Linked DNA regions of Hordeum vulgare: region 1 is linked to region 2. The links are chromatin contacts, called in public Hi-C maps. All regions are on one chromosome and are shown on one strand. The core of a region is the stretch at or near the end of the contact, and the rest is flanking DNA. Distances in the headings are between cores, read along the strand shown.

Region 1 (5,913 bases), core at 1,405-3,904, 860 kb before region 2:
AACTGAAGCAGATGAGGAAACACAGAGAAGATCATGTGATTAACTTTGAAGGAGACACAAAGGTGGAAGAGATGTGCCCAAAGGTTGAGGACTCAGACATACAACCTGAGACAACACTTCCTCTAACTTTTAAGATAGTTGGAAAAGCAGGACCAACTACAAGATCTCACAAACAGGCTGAGACAAAGGTCATTCCTGATTTCACTCCATCTAATGATTCGGGATGTTTCCCTAGAGACTATGGCATAAGTGATTCAGATGAAGAGGCTGGTATAGAAGCTATACCACTTCCTTGTGGAAGAAAGAGCCAAGCCAGGAGGGATAAGACTAGGAAGTGGTATGATGAGACAAGGCCAAATGCTCATGAGGAACTCTGCTTGAAATTGTGCTTTACTAATGTGTATTAGTTTAGAAGAGCCCTTAGGAACTATCATATTAGGAAACTTAGAAATTTTCATTACCACAGGAACTGTAAAGATAGGATCATAGTGTGGTGCATGGAAAGGGAAAGTGGATGTCCATTCTACATGACTGCATCAAAAATTGCTCATGAGAACACATTCTGCATCAAGAAGTTGAATGTACTGCACACATGTGGTGCACATGGAGAGAAAATCAAAGTGACAGCAGATTGGATATCCAAAACTTTGTGAGCACGTTTCCATTCATCTTGAGGGTTCCAATGAGCTGCTTTGTTTTGGAAGATATCAAGAGAATATACCCCTCGTTACTAACAAATGCAATGGTTTTTGAGTCAGGTGATATCTCAAAGTTTTCCAGGCTTTTCTCATCACGGCCGTTCAAGGGTCCAGTCTTACTAACAGCAGCTTTCACCAGATCAAATGAGTAGAAGAACTTCCTCCTGCCTGATTGGATCACTTCAGAGCCATCAGGTAGAAATGATGCCTTGTGAACAGGACAATCCTCAACGAATATGCTCTGGATCTTGGGGTTTCTCTTACAGTCAATCTGGAAAAATCTCAGACATTTATCCAGACCTGCAACAAGCATCAGCAGTCCATTCCTGTGAAACTGCACGGAATTGATAGGGCCACTGGATGGCTCCTACACATTACCATCAAGCATCAACAAGCCTTGAGAAGTCCAATATGCCAGGTAGAAGCTTACAACACCCTTGACAACAAGCCCATCGTCGTCCCGAAGAATATGGTCGACTCCGCTGTCCTCGCCGAATTCATCATCGTACACCCCAGGGAGAGGAGCTTTACTGTTCATATCTGCCCAGCCAGTGAAGGGGTTCAACTTGGCATGGTGACCGTGCAACCTAGCTTCATACTCTTTGCCCGAGATCACACGCTCATCAGCCTCCTTTCTCAACTTCCTCAATCTTGCAACCTTTAAGATGTCCACCTCAGTCTTCTCCTCCTCGTCATCTACCCACGCAGGCTTCCTCCCCTAATTGACCATCTCATTTTCATCGACTTCACTGCAGAAGCTCTCCTCATGAACACCGTTACCGGCAGACCGATTCATGAAGAACAAAGGACCATCCCTGCCATGATCCGACAACACAGCCCCAAATTCAGTGGCGCATAGATCGGCCCAAACAGTGAACTCTCCAGCCGCCTCATCTCCTCTGTCTCTTGATTCTGCTTGGCTTCCAACGCGTCCGCCTTCTTTTTCTTGAAACCCTTATTGTGATTCTCCTTAGACCTCTTTTGCTTCCTGTCCTTACTGCGGTTCTCTGTCTTGGGTAGGTTCCTTACCAGCCTCTGCACCTAAAGCAATGTTGGAACCAATGCCCTCGTCAGCACTATCATCATCAACCCCACATCTCTCCATTCGACGCTTCCGGGGTGCATCCTGACCCAAGGAACAGACTGCTAAATAACATCAATAAATGAGACCATGCTAATCCACAGATGTACATGTATAAAGCTTGTACCAGTTGCAGGTTAGGGTACTGAGGCTAAAATGGTGGTCACCGGCACACCATTTCGGAGGCTCATTAGTTCGGGCTTAACCATTCATATCACTGGATGACTAATTTCTTGAAGGAATCACTGGATGACTAAAAGCTCATCATACCTCGAACACCAATGTCCAATACTGCGGACGGAGTGGCGGCGCGATGCCGCGACGAGACAGAACGGGGGCGGGCGGCGATGGAAGCGACGCGCATGAGAGGTGTGTGGCGTCGGCGGCGACGCTAAGCTAACGGCTCCGGCGGCGGATTGGAGGGGTGCAGGCCAGAGCACGGGCTACGCCACCCAGGAGAGCAGAAGAGGACGTACGGGCCTGGTGGTGGAGAAGCGGGTGCGGAGCACGCGGAGGGTCAGGTGGATGGCCGCCGCGCCGCCGTCAAGAGCGAGGGTGGGGAGCGCCGCCGCCGCGCCGAAAAGGAGGGCTCTTCTAAAGAAAACGAAAACAAAGACGAACAGCGTCGGGGTCGGAGCCACAAATGGGTCGGTCGGTCGGTCGGACGGACTCGTGGGTCGGACCGACGGAGCCCAGCCGCAGCCCGGCCGCAAGCTGGCGAGTGAGGGCCCAGAAGCCAGTGAGACACAGCGGGAACATTCGCGACCCCTCCACCCCCGAAAAACCCTTCCCGTTATAAACCCCTTCCGCCTCCTCCCTCCGTCCTTTCCTCTCCCTCTCTCTCTCGCCCCGCCTCCTCGATCGGCTCCAACTGCCCCGCCCGCCACCCGCGCCGCCCGGCCGCTCCGCTAGGGTTTGCCCGCCCTCCCGTCGCCGTCGGCCGTCGGCCCGCGCTCGGTCCGGAAGGTGGTACTCCTGTCCCTCTCCCTCTCCGCGCGCGCGCGCCTCTCGATCCCTCCTGTTTTACGTTTTTCCGTTCCGTTCGGCCGGCTCTCGTTTTGCCCCTTGCGCGCGCGCTCGTCCTCGTCGCGGCGCGGCTCGCGGGTCTCGTCGGTCTGCGCGGGGGATCGGGTTCCATGCGGGGTAATGCTGCGGGCTTGGGCGGATTCGGGGTTTGAACTGCGTCGTCGTCTGGGGATTAGCGCCGGGTTATTCTCCGTTGCGGTCGCGTGCAAGCTTTCTTGTGGTTTGTGTGCTCGGGTGAAGGAAAGGGCCTCCTTTTCACGACAAAATCGACGTATTTCGTGGGTTGCTGGCTGGGGTTTACGCAATGGTGTCTTTGTGTGCGAAATTGTGATCTTTAATCGTCTAGATTCTCCGTCGTTATCAAACTAGTGTCGGCCGTTGACTGGTTATCAGGGCAGCCTAGTGCTGCAAATCCAATGCATTTTTTTCTGTGCCCATTAGGTAGCAGGTAGCTTATCAAGTTATGTGTTTTGTGTAGTTTCAGAATCTTGGTGGGTGTGTTTCTACTGAGCTGCAGACGTTTAGTAGGAGTATTGCTTTTGCATCGTGGGACATTTTTTGTCTTTGCAATGCAATAACACATCTGCAGCGGGTCTAGTGGATGGTTTGATGTGCAGTTTGTGCATTTCGTTAGCTAGTTTACTGTTTCGGTTCTGAAATTTCAGTCATTTTACTACTGTGAGTTGTTTCTACTATATGGATGTTACTCTGTACGGTGGTTGATTTTCCTTTACACAAAGAGGTTATAGCTAGCTTTTCTGTTGATTTCTTTTTATTTCCAATGTTGATAAGCTCAGGTCGAGTCTGCTGAATAAATGGTTATTGTTTTGTGTGATGATTGGGAGAAATTAGGAAAACAATTATGAGCTCAAGTTCCAATTGCTGTATCCAGATGTTCTCAATCTGATAGTTATTATCATTGAGTTATATCTGGGACCGATAGTTATTGTCATTGTTCCAAGTTCCTATTTTACGCTTTCAGCCTGATCGACTTGGCTTGCTCGGTTGGGTTGCTGTAGGGTATGTGGACAGGCTTTCATGTGGTTTATGTGCTTGGGTGAAGGAAAGGCCCCCTTTTGATGACAATATTGACTTATTTTATGGGTTGCCTACTGGTGTTTACTTAATGTCCGTTTTTTGTGTGAAATTCTCACCTTTATTTGTCTATATTCTCAGTCGTTATTAAACTAATGTTGGCTGTTGACTGGTTTGGAGTATCAACAGCCCAGCACTGCGAATCTAATGCAATTTTTGCTGTGGCCATTAGATAGGTAGCTTATGATTCTTGTGTGGTTTCAGAATTTTGGTGGGAGTGTTTCATGGCACTGAGCTGCAGACATTTAGTAGTGCTTTTGCCTCATGGAACATGTTTTTTTTTTTGCAATGCAATAGGCTTCTGTGCGGCTGGTATGGCGGATGGTTCGATGTGTATTTTGTTCATTTTGTTAGCTACTCCCTCCGTTCCTAAATATAAGTCTTTTAAGAGATTTCACTAAGTGACTACATACGAAGCAAAATGAGTTAATCTATACTCTAAAGTATGTCTATGTACATCCGTATGTAGTCTCATAGTGAAAACTCTTAAAAGACTTATATTTAGGAACGGAGGGAGTAGTTCACTGTTTCAATTCTGAAATTTCAATCATTTTCTTATTGTGAGTTGTTCTTTTTATATGGATGTTTGCTCTGTACGGTAGTTAATTTTCCTTTGCAGAAAGCGATTAAAGCTACTCCCTCGGATCCATATTACTAGTCTTACGTTTGTCTAGCTACGGATGTATGTAAGACAAGTAATATGGATCGGAGGGAGTAGCTTTTCTGATGGTTTGTTTTATCTCCAATGTTGACGGGTCTGCTGAATAAATGGGTATTATTTTATACGATGATTGTGAGAAATTGGGGAGACAATTGTGAGTCCAAGTCCCAATTGTTGTATCCAAATTTCGCCAATCTGATAGTTTCATTGTGCTACATTTGTACCGATTGTTTGTGGCTACAGTGATACTGATATATGTAGTCTGGTTGATGGGGGGTGTCACTACTCCCCCCATCACTCTCTCTGAATCCTTGATGTAAAACTCTTTGTGGTGCCTCCTATGCGCCTGTAATCATCTGGGCTTTTGCCCTCTGATTAATATATTCAAAAAATTCAAAAAAATAAATAAATACTGATATATGCATGCTAAATAACTTGTGCTATTAATTCGTGAAATATGAGTGAGCATCCATCCATTGATGGACAAAGGCCACTGTGCTACCGAGTTGTTGATAGTTGTTTGCAAATGGTTTGGTTGTTCGGAAACTGTACGGTCTTATAGGTGGTTGCTCAGCCAATTACTGTATATTCATTTGTGGCAACAATTTGTTTTCTCGCAACAACGTTTACAATTTACTGTGAACCTTTGTGATTAACTATAGCTTTTGAATAGCTACATCATTTTTATGCAGCTCGATCGTCACACAATATCCATCCACCTCAAAACATTAGATACTGATCAGTGTCATCTATTGTGCAGCAATGTCTATGCCAACTGGGAATTTGTTTGGCCCTCCTCATCCCAATGTGGTACCGTTTTCCTCCATTTTATTTATTATTAATATAGAATGTAGAATAATAGGACTATTGCTAAACATGATTGGTCTTGCTGACAGATTGGGAATGCGTTTGCTCAACAATACTACAGAGTTTTGAATGGGTCACCAGAGCATGTCCATAAGTTCTATCATGATGAAAGTATCCTTGGTCGACCAGATTCTGATGGTGCATTGGCATCTATAACCACTATGGATGTAAGTTCTTTGCAGTACATCTATGATCTTACTATTATGCATATGATGTATAATTAAACGTGATTAGGTGGACACTTGAATTCAGAGCACACTTGTTCACTTACTTTATACTTCAGAGCTTGATTTTCATCCATGCTGTTGATGGACTCCACTTGTACGATTTGTCACTTAAAATTAGAATAGATTGAGGACAAACAGCAGCTAGCTTGTATAAGGGTAGATGGTCTGCCATCAGTTATAGATTTTGCTAGCATGTTGGGGTCATCAGGCTGTTTTGGCGTGGTAATTCACAATGGGATACTACTTCGATGTTCTAGC
Region 2 (5,216 bases), core at 1,701-4,200:
AATTAACCGTGCATGTAATTTTCTCCCTGGTTAATCCTCCTTTGATTTTATACATGTATAGAATGAGCGTGCAACGTGCATGACCCATTTGATCCCTTTAAATAGGACTGGGCATCTTTTGTTCCTTAGATATTCCGACTCTATTCATTTCCTTCTTTCTTTGATCATGTAGAATGGTGCAACGTGCATATGCTGGACAGCTTGCCTTCTTTATACTAGATGACCCGTTGCGCCCATGGCGCAAAAAGCATTGGTGAGCCAAGCATTGTAAGCATGTGTATGTGCCAGTTTAATATATATACCTTTATCTGATTACATCATGACGCTAATAAGTAGATATATACTGGTTGTTTAATCTGAGGTGCTGTCATGTTCTTCTCAAGATCAAAATATTGCACTTTTGTTTAAAATTTTGAGACCCCTCATAAATTAACTTGTTCTTATTAGCACAATTGCGATCTATATCACCGCAGAAATGTGTACAGCAGGTCAAGTCGTTCTGAAAGCGAGCAGCTCATTTACAAAATCAACTAATGACAAATTTATGTTTTGTGTGCAGTGTGCACTCATCTTCATTGTGAGAACCTGGGGCGTCTCACATAGCTGAGCACAACACTCTCCCTCCCAACTTATATAAGTATAACTAATTTCATACAGTAGTAGTGGGATTAATAAACAAATTCAGTTTCCTTGTTCTCTAATTTGAACGAATTGCATATAGTAGCAGTAATCAGACTCCATAATTTTTTCTCACATCTGCATGGATGAAGCTTATCTAATTTAGGCCTTTGCTATGTTACTTTGGTAATGATTTGCCGTGTGCATAGCAATATTGATGATTTGTTATATTGTGAGTGATGGGCATCTTTCTGCTTGTGCATGGGTGGCATTTTATTACCTGCTAACTGAGTTTGTTGCAGCCCATTTAAAGAAAAAAGAAGCCTACATTCATGTCACATAGTTCTTGCTTGCGTACAATTGTTGTTCTCTCTTCATATCAGTTTCATCACGTCAGGTTTATATCCTCACAACTTCACTAATAAGAATTTGAAGTCAAAACTCCCACCTGGGTGTAGGAAGAATACTCTTGCCTGTTCTATTTGTAGAGGCTGGGGAAAAGTAAATTATACTATTCTGGGATTGAGTTAGAGACCAACCATCACTATGTACCATGAGCTCTTACAATATGTCTTTATACCATGGAAGACATGCCATCAAAATAAAATTAATTATGACACTTTAGATATTAAATCTATTAAAACAAATAGTCCTTGACATAAAGACAACTCAAATCAAAGGAAAGCAGGGTAAATACTTTTGAAGTATCCAGATGGCGTGCACAAGACATCGATACAAAAAGTGATATAAAATATTAAGAAATTTTAGGTTCATTTATGTTACTCCAAGCAAAAATGTCCCAGCCAAAGAGTAGCTGTACCAGCAGAACAAAAATAGCAGGTTTTTTTTTGGAACAAAGCAGTAAAGCGCCCATGGCCAGGAAGCCACAAGAACAAATAGCCAAACACGGTACTGTTATTCATGCAGTCTCTATTGCTACAATAGAATGAGCAAAATTTTCTTAATGTTCTTTCTCGCGATGAAAAAACAGGTTGTTTGCATTATAGAATAAGATGAAATGATCAAATATTAGTTGTAGCCCGACTGAGCACAAAGATTCATGCATTAGAGGATAGTGGGTTCCAAAGATATTGTGTAGTTTCCAGACCAGCAGGCAGCCGACCGCGTCTTCGGTTGTACTTCTGGGTGAATCCGGACCTGGGTTCTAGGTTCTGGTACAAAACTACAAAGTGGTGTTGTACCAACTTGGGTTTTGATACTGTGGTTGAAATGGATCAGCAAGGGTCCAATCAGAAGCTAACATGGTTCTGGTACTGACCACAAAAAGAAAAAGTGGAATTTTTGTGACCAACTTATATATTGATAATGAGAAAGAAGAACTACCTGAGCAGCTGAGAGGAGGGCTTGTATACACTAAAATCCAATCTTGTCCAGTGAGGGGATATTCAGCATACATGTCCACTGAAGCTGCAATGCCAATGATCTGTTGTAATACAGTTCCTGAAATTTATGATACAATATAAAATCATTTTGAGTAGTAGGCAACTACGCCACAACTGAAACTATCGGCAAGCAAAAGTCACATTCCAGTATTGAAATAAGCACACAATTTCCAAGTTAAATGCAACATACTGTACGGAACGGAGAGAATATATCTCAATTGATTAAATAAGCAACAAATACAAAATCTGTACTCTGAGGCTGAACTTATTTAGAAACTTAATAACTAAACTATATATGTAAGCTAGTAATCTCTCCCATATACTGAAAAGGAACGACTGCTAGTAAAAAGAACCAACAAGACAACCGATATCCCCAAGCTCCAGAGAAAGAAATAACCCAAATACACTGCCAAAGCAAATTAAAAAATGACAGGCAAAAAAAAGAAAAGAAAAGAATGATCGACTTGAACAGATCGTAGGAAGGACAAAAACAGTCTCAAATTATGTGTTCTTTCTGAGTTGAATTACGCTATCCAAAGAAAATGGTCAATATGGTTGTAGGAAGGAACACCCAAAAATATGGCAAGAAAAGGACATCAGTAAAAATGAGAAAAATATATCTATATGAGTAATCAGAAGGAGTTGACGGTAGGGAGAAGCATACCTAGCAAAAAATCGCACCTCATGTTATGTTTGGTTGAGACGAAATAAATTACACACGGACCGGCAAGCACCATGGAGTACAATCTCACAACCAAATCAAAAGTACACAGAGGGAAGCAAATGAATGGAAGGAGCTCACGAGGAACATGCATCCGCCGCTGCACCTCCCTCTCCTCTTTGCTCTCTCTTTCTCCCTCATCTCCTTCCTTTGTTGAATGTGCCATCGGTATCGAAAATAACTTTGGCATGTAAGAAGTGGCTGTCATCGGCGGGTTATTCAATTAATTGAGTGGATTGCAGAGTGCGATGTGACCGTCACACTAAAAAGGTTCAAATGTGGATAGTGACAATAGTTAGTAGTAAACAATGGCAGGAAGTGTAAGAAGAGTACATAACATGCAATATTGTGTGTCACCTTGACGTGTTGAAATCAACCAGACTCAGAGGCCTGCTACAGCTGCCTCGGGTGCCCTGCTGGGACACACGACAAGCCCTGCGCCGCAAGCGGGCCTACCCCTCGAGCGCCTCACTGTGCACCCGGCAGCGGAGGCCGTGCTCGCCACCACGGACACCGGCCTGCTGCAGCCTCTTACGGTCACCCTCCAACGCCCATGATGGGCCACCACGGACGACGCGCACTTCTGCAGCCACCTCCGGTCGCCCTCCAACACACACGACGGCCACCATGGACGACGCACACCTGATTCCACAAGGAAGTAGATCCAGGGCCAGCGTTATAAACTTACTATTAGTATTATTCGACAGACGTGTAACTTGCACATGAACCATGTAAAATGCAAAATTACTAATGCCAACTTAATAAAAATAACTCTGCAGTGTGTCATACATGGCAAACCAAAGATCATGCTTGGTACTATCTCTGTGCAGGTAGACAATGTGTTCACTATGCTACACCTGATACTGGATCAATCTACTCTTCCTAAATGAAAAACATTAGTGAAATTCCAGTGGCCTAAAGCCTGATTTGCATATATAGGATATAAGATGATATGATCAAGAACAGTAGCCATATTCAGTATAACAAACCTAGAACCTGCACTATATAGGTTAACAATTGTCACCTGAGGCCCTGCCATTGCATACATAGCCGATATACTTCCTGACTCTCACGCACGTCTCCCTCCCTCCCTCCCAACCCTAGCCGCCTCCCCCTGGCGCCAAGGATGGTGGCGGCGGGGCCTAGGCTGCCCTGCCTCTGCATGCGGAGTCCTGGATCTAGAGCGGCGGCTCCATTGGCGAGGCACGGCAGGCTAGTAGCCGTGCGGGAGGTGGATCCGGCGCCTTGGCCGCGCGGGCGGCGGGATCCGGTGGTCGTTGGCGTCCGGCGGCGGCTTTTGCGGTGGCCGGTGCGCGCGATCTGGCGCCTCCCCTCCTCCCCTGTTCGGCGTGCGGGTCCAGCCTGGCCAGCCTGGTCGGGCCGGCGGAGGCACCTGCAAGGCTGGTCCAGCTTGCACCCCTTCATCATATGGATAAGAGTAACGACATAAAAACAAGAAAGAAGGATTGATTTGCAGCAATAGATGTCTTTCACATACAACTAGAAAAAAGTAATTTCCTTTTTGAATGGCAGTTCCAAAAAAACGTACTTCAATGTCAAAAAAGCGTATTCGTAAAAATATTTGGAAGAGATTCAGTCGTATTGTTGTACTGCTTTGTAAGGTCCTCGAGAATAATCAATAAAATGACCGCATGCATCTCCCAACATCAGATCTTATGATCCTACGAACCTAGCGTCTTTTATAAGAGAATTCTCTGGATTCAATTCCTTCCATACTTTTGATGACCATGTATAGAATGGTGCAATGTGCATGTGTCATGGATTCCGTTCTTTAATTTAAACTCTATTCTCAGCCTTTGCTTATTGATTCCATGATGGGTCCTTGATAAGCAGGAAACTGAAAAGCCTATATAAATTGGGTGCATTAGATGTAAGAAGGCGAGATGGGACTATTTAAAATAAGAAACAACCTTTTTTTTGATCAAAACGTTCAGCTTAAAGAGAAAATGAAGAAAAGGTGGAAGTTGGGATTCGAACCCAGTTCTTCCGGTTGTCCGTAATATAACAGGGCTCACGCAAGGTAACATAAATCCGACGGTGAATTGTCAAGAGAAAAAACGAATCGTTTTTTTATCCATTTATCGGTGGCATGGTAGGTAATTTATACCAACTACAGAGGCAAATTTAACGACATAGGGGTAGAATTTATCCTTGCTTTATTAGTAGGTGTATAGATATAGATATAGATATAGATATAGAGGTATAGATATAAATTATATCAAGATGAAAAATACTGTAGATGTTATCAGGCTGTTTGCCCAACTGAGTGCACAATGTAAGTTCACATATGTTACCCAAGGATACCGTGCTACACTTACGTAAAAATCTACATAAACCTATGTAACTTAACTAACTACTAATCCCTCCGGCCCCCTGATTTCAACTGGGTGGGGCCCCTTCTCTAATTCCCTCAAATTAAAGAACACTACCTAAGCCATTACGTTAGTCTATGT

The links. A called contact is a pair of places that touch in the nucleus more often than the background predicts.
Region 1: a Hi-C map of leaf shows a contact between it and region 2, with 2.8 times the contacts expected there. The contact joins the promoter of LOC123429718 here to the promoter of LOC123425730 in region 2. A contact is called at or near these places in 2 of 6 Hi-C or Micro-C datasets (leaf and seedling).

The regions. Positions count from the first base shown.
Region 1 is chr2H:108,700,414-108,706,326 of MorexV3_pseudomolecules_assembly, reverse strand. It overlaps LOC123429718 (nuclear transport factor 2-like), which reads left to right and starts at 2,654. Exons shown (of 10, transcript XM_045113725.1): 1 at 2,654-2,745; 2 at 5,322-5,371; 3 at 5,458-5,595. The coding sequence starts at 5,324. It also overlaps the pseudogene LOC123429719.
Region 2 is chr2H:107,841,608-107,846,823 of MorexV3_pseudomolecules_assembly, reverse strand. LOC123425730 reads right to left here and starts at 2,950. Exons shown (of 3, transcript XM_045109440.1): 1 at 2,824-2,950; 2 at 1,963-2,079; 3 at 1,217-1,837. The coding sequence starts at 2,950. The coding sequence ends at 1,677. LOC123425384 (loricrin-like) reads left to right here. Exons shown (of 7, transcript XM_045109077.1): 6 at 173-277; 7 at 560-846. The coding sequence ends at 257.